2 separate regions of the Oryctolagus cuniculus genome follow, and region 1 is linked to region 2. Evidence: chromatin contacts called from public Micro-C data. All regions are on one chromosome and are shown on one strand. The core of a region is the stretch at or near the end of the contact, and the rest is flanking DNA. Distances in the headings are between cores, read along the strand shown. Region 1 overlaps LOC103347715 (a long non-coding RNA gene). Region 2 holds the start of KHK (ketohexokinase).

What was found. Hi-C and Micro-C count contacts between places; a contact is called where the count stands out from the background.
Region 1: a contact with region 2 is called in a Micro-C map of ear pinna, with 5 times the contacts expected there. The contact joins the enhancer-like site here to the promoter of KHK in region 2. A contact is called at or near these places in 2 of 6 Hi-C or Micro-C datasets (ear pinna and an unstated tissue).

What each region holds. Positions count from the first base shown.
Region 1 is chr2:175,980,411-175,985,039 of mOryCun1.1, reverse strand. LOC103347715 (a long non-coding RNA gene) reads right to left here. Exons shown (of 3, transcript XR_516302.4): 3 at 1-292. Among named protein-coding and RNA genes, the nearest start is that of MAPRE3, 8.7 kb to the right of the region's middle. Within about 2 kb of position 1,734, at least 1 of the 8 cell types and tissues checked has an H3K27ac peak or open chromatin away from gene starts, as enhancers often do. A contact at or near this core is called in ear pinna, where this site is marked.
Region 2 is chr2:175,873,270-175,877,350 of mOryCun1.1, reverse strand. KHK (ketohexokinase) reads left to right here and starts at 2,587. Exons shown (of 8, transcript XM_070069336.1): 1 at 2,587-2,756. It overlaps EMILIN1 (elastin microfibril interfacer 1), which reads left to right. Exons shown (of 8, transcript XM_051843067.2): 4 at 1-482; 5 at 880-996; 6 at 1,360-1,377; 7 at 1,472-1,609; 8 at 1,805-2,436. The coding sequence ends at 2,142.

The sequences.
Region 1 (4,629 bases), core at 485-2,984, 110 kb before region 2:
TGATGGGCTCAGTGGGCAGGAGCTTGGGGACTTCCCCAGCACAGCCACCACACCCTCACCCCATGGAGGCCGGGATAGAATCCCAACCAGCAGTTAGGTGACCAGCGGGGCCTCACAGAGCCTCCCCCAGCCCAGGTAAGGCTTCAGGTGCGCTGGCAGGTGAGGTCCCAGGAGTCTGTAGGAGCTGCACGTGCCCTGGCAGGGCCTCCAGGAGTCGGCTTCCGGCCTCACTTCCGTTTTGTCTTCCTGTTGATCTCTTCCTGATCAGACCTGGGAGCCGCCCCCTGAGCTGCTGGAGACAGAGATGGTGAGCATCACCAGGCAGGCTTGGAAGGCCATGGGTACAGCAGGAGGCCTTGCCCTGACTGAGGAAGGGGTGGGGGTAGGGTAGGGTTTGGTGAGGGTGACGACCCAGACAGAGGGAAAGGGGGAGAGGCCGTCATTCAACACCACTGACCACCACTGTGGACCGGTTCCCTGCGTGCTTCGCGGCTTCTTAATTTAAGGTGCAAGGGGGCTGAAATCCCCTGCATCTCTTTCCCGCGCGGGAACACGGCCTCGCTGTCTGGCTAGCCTCTCAGAAGGGAGACTGAAACTGTTGGGAGCCACCTTAAGCACGAGTCCTAATACACTCAGCAGATCAGATCAGGGCACTGCTCCTAAGGCCTGGGCTTCCGGCCTGGGGAAGGGGCAGGGAAACCCTGGGGAGGCAGAGGATTCTGGGACAGTGAAGCCCTGGCAGTAGCTCCCCTGGGAAAGTGCCTTCAGCTCCCCAGTGGCCAGAGCAGCAGCAACTTCAAACCGAAAATGCCAGGAAGGTGTGTTTTCCCTGGCCCCTCTCCCCTGCCATACCTGTGGGCTCCTCTCTGCTCTGCAAGTCCTGGCCACAGTACTACCCACAGGGCCCTCCAGAGGGCGCTTTAAGCTCACCAGTGACTACTTCTTTGGCTAAGGGTGCATCAGCCGCCTAACCTACCTGAACAACTGAGGCTCCAGGAAAGGCGGGTGTGTCCAGGTTGTCTTAGTCCCGCTCACAGAACCACCCAGGATCAGATCAACCCTGAGTGAGGGTCCATGGCAAACTCCCCCACCTGGAGCTCCCTGGGGACAAATGTCTCTTTGAAAGCCCATTTCAGAGTATAGTTGGAAAAGGTTGCCAGGTGGGGCAAATAAAAGCACAGGACGCCCAGCCAGATCTGGATTTCATATAAAAATAATTTTTAGTATAAGTACGTCCCAAATAGTGTTTGTGAAATACTTATAAATATTTATTGTGTACCTGTAAGTCAAGTTGAAAGAAGGTGCCATGTTTTTATCTGACAATTCCAGTTGAGACTTGCTCAAGTGAGTTTTCTGCTTGCTGTTTAACCTGATTCATGGGACACCTACCTACCAGGCGTATTTCAGATGATACAAAAAAATGAACCAAGCTCCTGCATTTAGAAGTGAGTTTGGGGAACGCCAGGCTGACAGTACTGAGGGTACAAACAGTGTTGGAGGCGTGGGGTAGCGACAGTTCAGATTTGGGTGTTGGCTTTGCATTCAAGCCCCACTTCTGATGTTCAGCAAGTGATTACGCTCACTGAGCCCGTTTATTGGGAAAGGGGAAGTAACAACCTCAGAAGATGCAGAGAGGTCGCTGGGACGAGGGTGCGTCTCGCGCCTGCTGTAGCAGGAGCTGAGGGAATGCTAACATCTCCCATTATACATTAGAGATACTGTGAAGGCAGGCAGCTGGCACAGAGGCTAAGACAGTGCTTGGGAGGCCCCCATCCAATGCTGGAGAATCTGCATTTGAGTCCTGACTCCACTTCTAATTCCAGCTTCCTACTAATGCACACCCTGCAGGTGTGCAGGTGATGGCTCAAGTGCTTGGAACCCTGCCATCCATTTGAGAGACCCAGATGAAGTTCAAGGCTCCTGGCTTCAGCCCGGCCCAGCCCCAGCTATTGTGGGCATTTGAGGAGTGAACCAGTGAATGAGATCTATCTCTCTAATAAGTAAAATTAATTCATTTTTTTAGATTTAAGTGCTATGGTACCAGTTAGCCTTATTTGCTTTAAAAGAGTCTCTCCAAAGGATGTAACATTTCACTTTTAAAAACAATACCCAGGGGCAGGCACTGTGGCTTAGTAGGTTTGGCCTCCACCAATTGCACCGGCATCCTTTATGGATGCCAGTTCAAGTCCTGGCTGCTCCAGCTCCCTGCTTATGCACCTGGGAAAGCATTAGAGGATGGCCCAAGTCCTTGGGCCCCTGTGCCCACGTGGGAGACCCGGAAGAAGCTCCTGCCTCCCGGGTTCGGATTGGCCCAGCTCTGGCCATATTGCAGCCATTTGGAGAGTGAACCAGTGGATGAAAGATCTCTCTCTCTCTCTCTCTCTCTCTCTCTGCCTCTGAAATAAATAAATTTTTTTTGTGACATAGCTAGTAAAGCCTTCCCATATGGGTCCCAGTTCAATTCCCGGTTGCTCCACTTCCAATCCAGCTCTCTGCTACCACCTGGGAAAGCAGTAGAAGATGGCCCAGGTCCTTGAACCCCTGTACCCATGTGAGAAACGAGGAAGAAGCTCCTGGCTCCTGGATTCAGATCAGCCCAGCTCCACCAGCAGTTGCAGCCATCTGGGGAGTGAACCAGTAGATGAAAGATCTCTCTCTCTCTCTCTCTCTCTCTCCTCTCTCCTCTCTCCTCTCTCCTCTCTCCTCTCTCCTCTCTCCTCTCTCCTCTCTCCTCTCTCCTCTCTCCTCTCTCTCCCCCTCTGCTTCTCTGTACCTCTGCCTTTCAAATAAATAAATATTAAAAAAAATCTGCAAAGTCTCAGTTTGATATGTGCCTCTAGATCAGGTGACAAGGCATAGCTGGAGTGTGGGGGTGGACAGTCAGATAAAGTCCCCAGTGAACACCCCTGAGAGTTTGAGTTATTATTGGCAGTTACCATTTGGTGAGTATGGACAGCACATGGGGCATAGCTTGACATCTTTCATACATTTTCTCATTTAACCATCACAACCTCACATGAGGAAAACCAAGGCCAAGGTCACATAGGCTGGAACTCCGGGACCCAGGGCTTGTGGGATTCCAGCAGGGTGGAGGGCAGACGCACTCTCTAAATAAAAGCTCGTCCACTTCGAGGCATGTAATTTAAGTCCAGTCCGCAGCGAAATTACACATTGCCTACGTGGGTCCCTTGCAAATGTTTAGAACCACGTCAAGGTTTCCTGTGTTGTGCGAATCTGTCTGGGTTTAGCACCCTGTTCCCCTTCTAGCTTCCAATGAATAATGAACGTGGTTGGTAACAGTTACCAGCACGGCAGGGCCTCCCTGCATTTCGGGCACAGCCCAGCCAGGGCACCCCAGCAGAATCCAATCCAAACGCCAGTCCCACAGTGGCCAGAGCTAACCCCCTTCTCTGAGACTATCCTCTCAGGCACCCTGGGAAAAGCCCAGGAAGGTCACCTTGGCCGCCTGGCTGTTTTCGGTCCTGTGCAAGGTGCTCAGGATACAAAGGTGGATATTCAGGGTCTTTGAGCAGGAGACCCTCCCATGGGGACAGACGTGAACACACAGGAGCACCAGGCAGAGGGGACCTGACAAAGAAAGGGCCAGGGACCCATGGGAAAGGGTGGCCAGTCCTCTCGGGCAGGTGCACAGAGGTGAGCCTGCAGCCAGCCTGAGTTGGCCTGATGGACAGAACAGACGACCTCTTGACACACAGTATCGCCTTGTTGTGAGTATCATGCGACTCTTGCATTCAGCTTCATCCAGTGTCTCTGTGGCTATCATCATAAAAGATGTTATTTCCCTGAATCTCCAAATAAAGTTTAAGCCTGCGGAAGATGTCACTGTTCTATCTTTCCCCGTTTCCTTGACTCCCCTGAATCCAGCTGGAGGGTAGCCCTGGTGCTTGAGCAGGGGTGGAGGTGGGGCTGTATGTGAAAAGGTTTACCTCCTAGAAAGAACCCTCTGGCCAGGACCTTGAGGATGGACCAGAGGTTCAAAGAGAAGGTGGGTGGCCCTGCAGTAACCCAGACAAGAGATGTCAGGGTGAAGGAGAGAGAGGGAGACAGGCCAGAGAGACATTTAAGAGGTGGAATCCGGGCTGGTGTTGGCACAGTGGGTAAAGCCACTGCCTATAGCACCAGCATCCCATGTGGGCGCCAGTTTGAGTCCTGGCTGCTCCACTCCTGACCTAGCTCCCTGCTAATGCACCTGGGAAAGCAGCAGAGGATGGCCCACATCCTTTGGCCCCTACACCCACATGGGAGACCCGGAAGAAGCTCCTGGCTGGAAGAGATCTATCTCTCTCTCTCTGTAATTCTACTTTTCAAATAAATAAATCTTTAAAAAAAAAAAAAAAGAGAGAGGTGAAATGAATGGAATTGGAAAACTGTCCTTGGGAGTTTGGAGAAAAGGGTGGGATAGGCTCACCTCCAGGGTTCTCAGTAAGAGGAGCTATAAGAATGGCAAGTGGGGGGGGGGGTAAATAAGTTTAATCTGAGTGCGCTGACCTGGAGCTGCCTGTGGCTGGAGGGTATCTGGAGGGCACTGATGTGCACAGGGGGACAAACTGGGAGAGCGGGTCAGGGCGGAGGTTCAGAATCAGAAATCACGAGAAAAAGTAGGCAAAC
Region 2 (4,081 bases), core at 1,338-3,837:
CTTTAGCTCCCTCAATGACTCCCTGCACGAGCTGCAGACCACCGTGGAGGGCCAGGGTGCTGATCTGGCCGACCTGGGGGCCACCAAGGACAGCATTATCTCAGAGATTAACAGGCTGCAGCAGGAGGCCACAGAGCACGCCACAGAGAGCGAGGAGCGCTTCCGAGGCCTGGAGGAGGGGCAGGCGCAGGCCGGCCAGTGCCCGAGCCTGGAGGGACGACTGGGCCGTCTCGAAGGCGTCTGTGAGCGGTTGGACACCGTGGCTGGGGGACTGCAGGGCCTGCGTGAGGGCCTTTCCAGGCACGTGGCTGGCCTCTGGGCCGGGCTGCGGGAAACCAACAGCACCAGCCACACCCAGGCGGCCCTGCTGGAGAAGCTGCTGGGGGGGCAGGCCAGCCTGGGCAGGCGGCTCGGCGCCCTGAACAGCTCCCTGCAGCTCCTGGAGGGCCGACTGCACCAGCTCAGCCTGCAGGATCTCACTGGTGAGGGGCCGGAGCAGGCACGGGGGACCCCCTCCAAGCCCTCTGTCTCCCCGCACCCTGCAGCAGCCCAGCCTCCGCTCAGCTGCTTTCTGCTTGCTCTGCCCCCCCATGAACTGCAGCCCCAGCCTCTGTTCGGGGGGTTCCAGCCTGTCCCAGGAGATGGTGGGAGGTCCCCGCTCCCTCGCGTCGCCCAGTGGCTCAGCCAGGCCTGTGGGTGGAGGTGCGATTTGTTCTGCCAGCCACACAGCCGGCATGGGCAAGCCAGGCCCCCCTCCCCTTGTCAGCCTGCAGAGGCCCACCTGTTTCAGCCCCCTTCCCTACCCGTGGGGCCACCGCTTTCCTCGGCCTTCGCAAACTCCCTTTCTGGCTCTTTTTCAACTTAGTTTTGTTGCCCTAGGGCCTGCGGGTGAGGCTGGGCCTCCAGGACCTCCTGGGATGCAGGGGCCCCCAGGCCCTGCCGGACCTCCAGGGCTTCCGGGCAAGGATGGACAAAAGGGGCCCATTGGGCCACCAGGTACGTGGGCCAAGACCCTGGCTGCCGCTGACCCTTTGGGCAGCCCAAGGCTTGACATTCCACTCTGAACTTGACAGAGAAGGGAAAGGGCTGAGGGATTGGCTGGTGGTGGACAGACGACCAGGAGCCGGGACAGTCGCCGTGTTTGCCATTGGCCGTGCTGGCCCCAGTGCTGCCCTGGAGACTAAGACTGGTCCTACCAGGGCCATCTGGCATGGGAGGGGCTGCGGTGAGGGCTCAAGGCCCAGCAGCCGAGCCCTGAAATCCACAGGGCACCAGCACAGCAGGGGAGACTTAGCCAGTGTTTGCTGAATGACTTAGCGAGAGCCGCACTCCTGACTGCTCTCCTTTCTCTTCCCACAGGCCCCCAGGGTGAACAGGGTAAGTTGCTTCCTTCTGATTCTGGAGGGCAGAGGACTTGGGGGGGGCAGGTCTGCCCTGAGCTCCTCTAACCCACCCCCCACCCCACCCCCAGGAGAGGAGGGGGCACCTGCCGTGCCTGTGCCCCGGGTGGCATTTTCAGCTGCCCTGAGTCTGCCGCGGTCTGAACCAGGCACAGTCCCCTTCGACAGGGTCCTACTCAACGACGGAGGCTACTATGACCCGGAGACAGGTGAGCAGTGGGGACATGGGCCCTGCCCGCCTTCATCCTCACCGATCGGGCAGGGGAGGGGCGTCATTCTCCCACCTGCTCTTCCCCGGGGCTTGCTCCGGCCCAGGCCCTGTTCTGAGTGAATGCAACAGCAACTGAGCGCGCAGCGGGGCCTCCCCACCCCGAAGCCCTCCTGACGCCCACCCTTGTCCTCAGGCGTGTTCACCGCACCGCTGGCCGGACGCTACTTGCTGAGCGCGGTACTGACTGGGCACCGGCATGAGAAAGTGGAGGCCGTGCTGTCCCGCTCCAACCTGGGCGTGGCCCGCATCGACTCTGGCGGCTACGAGCCCGAGGGCCTGGAGAACAAGCCGGTGGTGGAGAGCCAGCCCAGCCCCGGCGCGCTGGGCGTGTTCAGCCTCATCCTGCCGCTGCAGGCTGGGGACACGGTCTGCATCGACCTGGTGATGGGGCAGCTGGCGCACTCGGAGGAGCCGCTCACCATCTTCAGCGGGGCCCTGCTCTACGCGGACCTGGAGCTGGGACAGGTGTAGACAGGAGCCGACCTCACCGCTCTCAAGTGTCTGCGCCCGCCAATGAGCCGGCGGGCCCCGCCTGGCTCGGAGCGCCGTTCTGGGCGCCCAGCCTCGGGGACTCAGCGCCCCCGGCCCAGCTCCGGCCTGAGCCCCTTCCAGGACCCGGACTGCGGAGGGCCGATGCTCGCCCCTCCGTCCTTGCACCAGCCCTGCGGGCCGACTCCGGGGCTCTCCCGAGCGGGCTCCGGCCCCCACCGCCATACTAAACTATTGACGAATAAACACACTTGATTTTTTTTCTACAAAACAAAACAAGCCGTTCCGCTCCAGTCCGTGTTCCGGGGTAGGCAGGAGTACACGGGACCGTGCGGGAGAAGATGGCAACGCACGGAGAGGATCCCCGGCCCCGCGCCCGCAATCGCCGCCGCCGCCGCCGCCCGGCGCCGAGGGGCTCTCGCGGTCACGCCGGTTCCGCCCGCGTCCGCCAGGGGGCGCTCAGCGGCGTCTCGCGTCACGTGACGTCCGGAGCCCACCGAGCGGGCGGGCGGAGGAGAAGCCGGGCGGCAGTGAGGGCTCGGGTCGCGAGGCTGCGCTCAGCCCCGCGGGTGCAGGGCGGAGAGCCAGAGCGGCAGGTGCGGCGGAGGGCGCGCAGGCGGCGCGGTACTCGTGCGTGCCCTTTCTCCTTGCGTGCGGCAGATTGCTTCACCGCGCTCTCTAGCCAGGTCTGCACCCACCCCGAGCCCGGGGGACGAGCTAGGAAGCTGAGGTCCGGGAGTGGGAGGTGTTGCCACCTGCGAGGCCAGGTCGGCCGCTTCGGGGAGACCTCGGGATCGGCCCTCTTGGGCCGGCCTGGGTCCTTGGGCTGCGGCGGCCGGGGCCCTGCTCCGTTCCCTGCACCCTCCGGCGCCGCCGTGGACTCCCGGGGGAGGAGCTGTGCACGCGGAGGAGGAGCCGGGGCAGCCCCTGGGAGCGGGACCCGGCCCTGCGGGATAAGAGGCAGGGCCCGGGAAGGCACTCCGACAGCCTGGCGGGCCCAAAGCTCGGGCGCAGCCTCATGGAGGAGAAGCAGATCCTGTGCGTGGGGCTGGTGGTGCTGGACGTCATCAATGTAGTGGACAAGTACCCGGAGGAGGACACGGACAGCAGGTAGGGGCGCCCGGGCCCCTCCAAAGCCCCGGGCACCGCTGCAGCCCTGCGTGTGTGGCCCGCGGCCAAGACCACCGGGCTGCTAGCCAGAGACCCTGCAGTGAGGCCGCGAGGGTCCAGCCTTCTCTGCCGGGGAAGCCTGGGGGGCTCTTAGTGGGAGAGGAGAAATAATGGACGCAGCCTTGTGGAGCGCATCGGGCTAGGTCTCAGGATTCCCGTGTTGCGGATCAGCAAGTACAGAGAGGAAGCGATTTATCCCAGGGCAGACAGCTGGTGGGCCCGGCGCTCCCACCGCCCACCCCGGGAGTGTGCACTTGCTTCTAAATGCGTTCTACCAACCTGTGTGCCACATATCGGAGGGTGCATCAAGAGATTCATGGAAAAACAGATTGAAAATATTTGTTTTTGTGCAAACTATTTTGAAATCCATGTAGTTTTTTTTTTTTTTTTTTTATAATATGCATTTCCACGAACTGTTTGACGGCCTTGCATATATCTTGCCTGTTTCTAAAAAACATCTGGGGTCGCCTAGGGTAAGAGGTATGAGCAGTTAGAAGGTTCCAGCACATTTAAAACCGTGGTATCTGAGCTTTGGCCCAAGGCTTGCTGGCACCGGAGGCGGTGCTGCGGATGCCACAGGAGAGGTGGTTTGGGAGCCAGTTTTCCCTGGAGCTAAATTCCACAAGGAGTTTACCAGAAGTCGATTTGAGAAAGGTCAGGGAAGAGCATTCCGGAAAACATCCTTCTAAGTCGCCTGGTAGACGCTGGAACGTCCTGTGTGGTGGTCACACCTGCGCGTGATAGGGTGCAG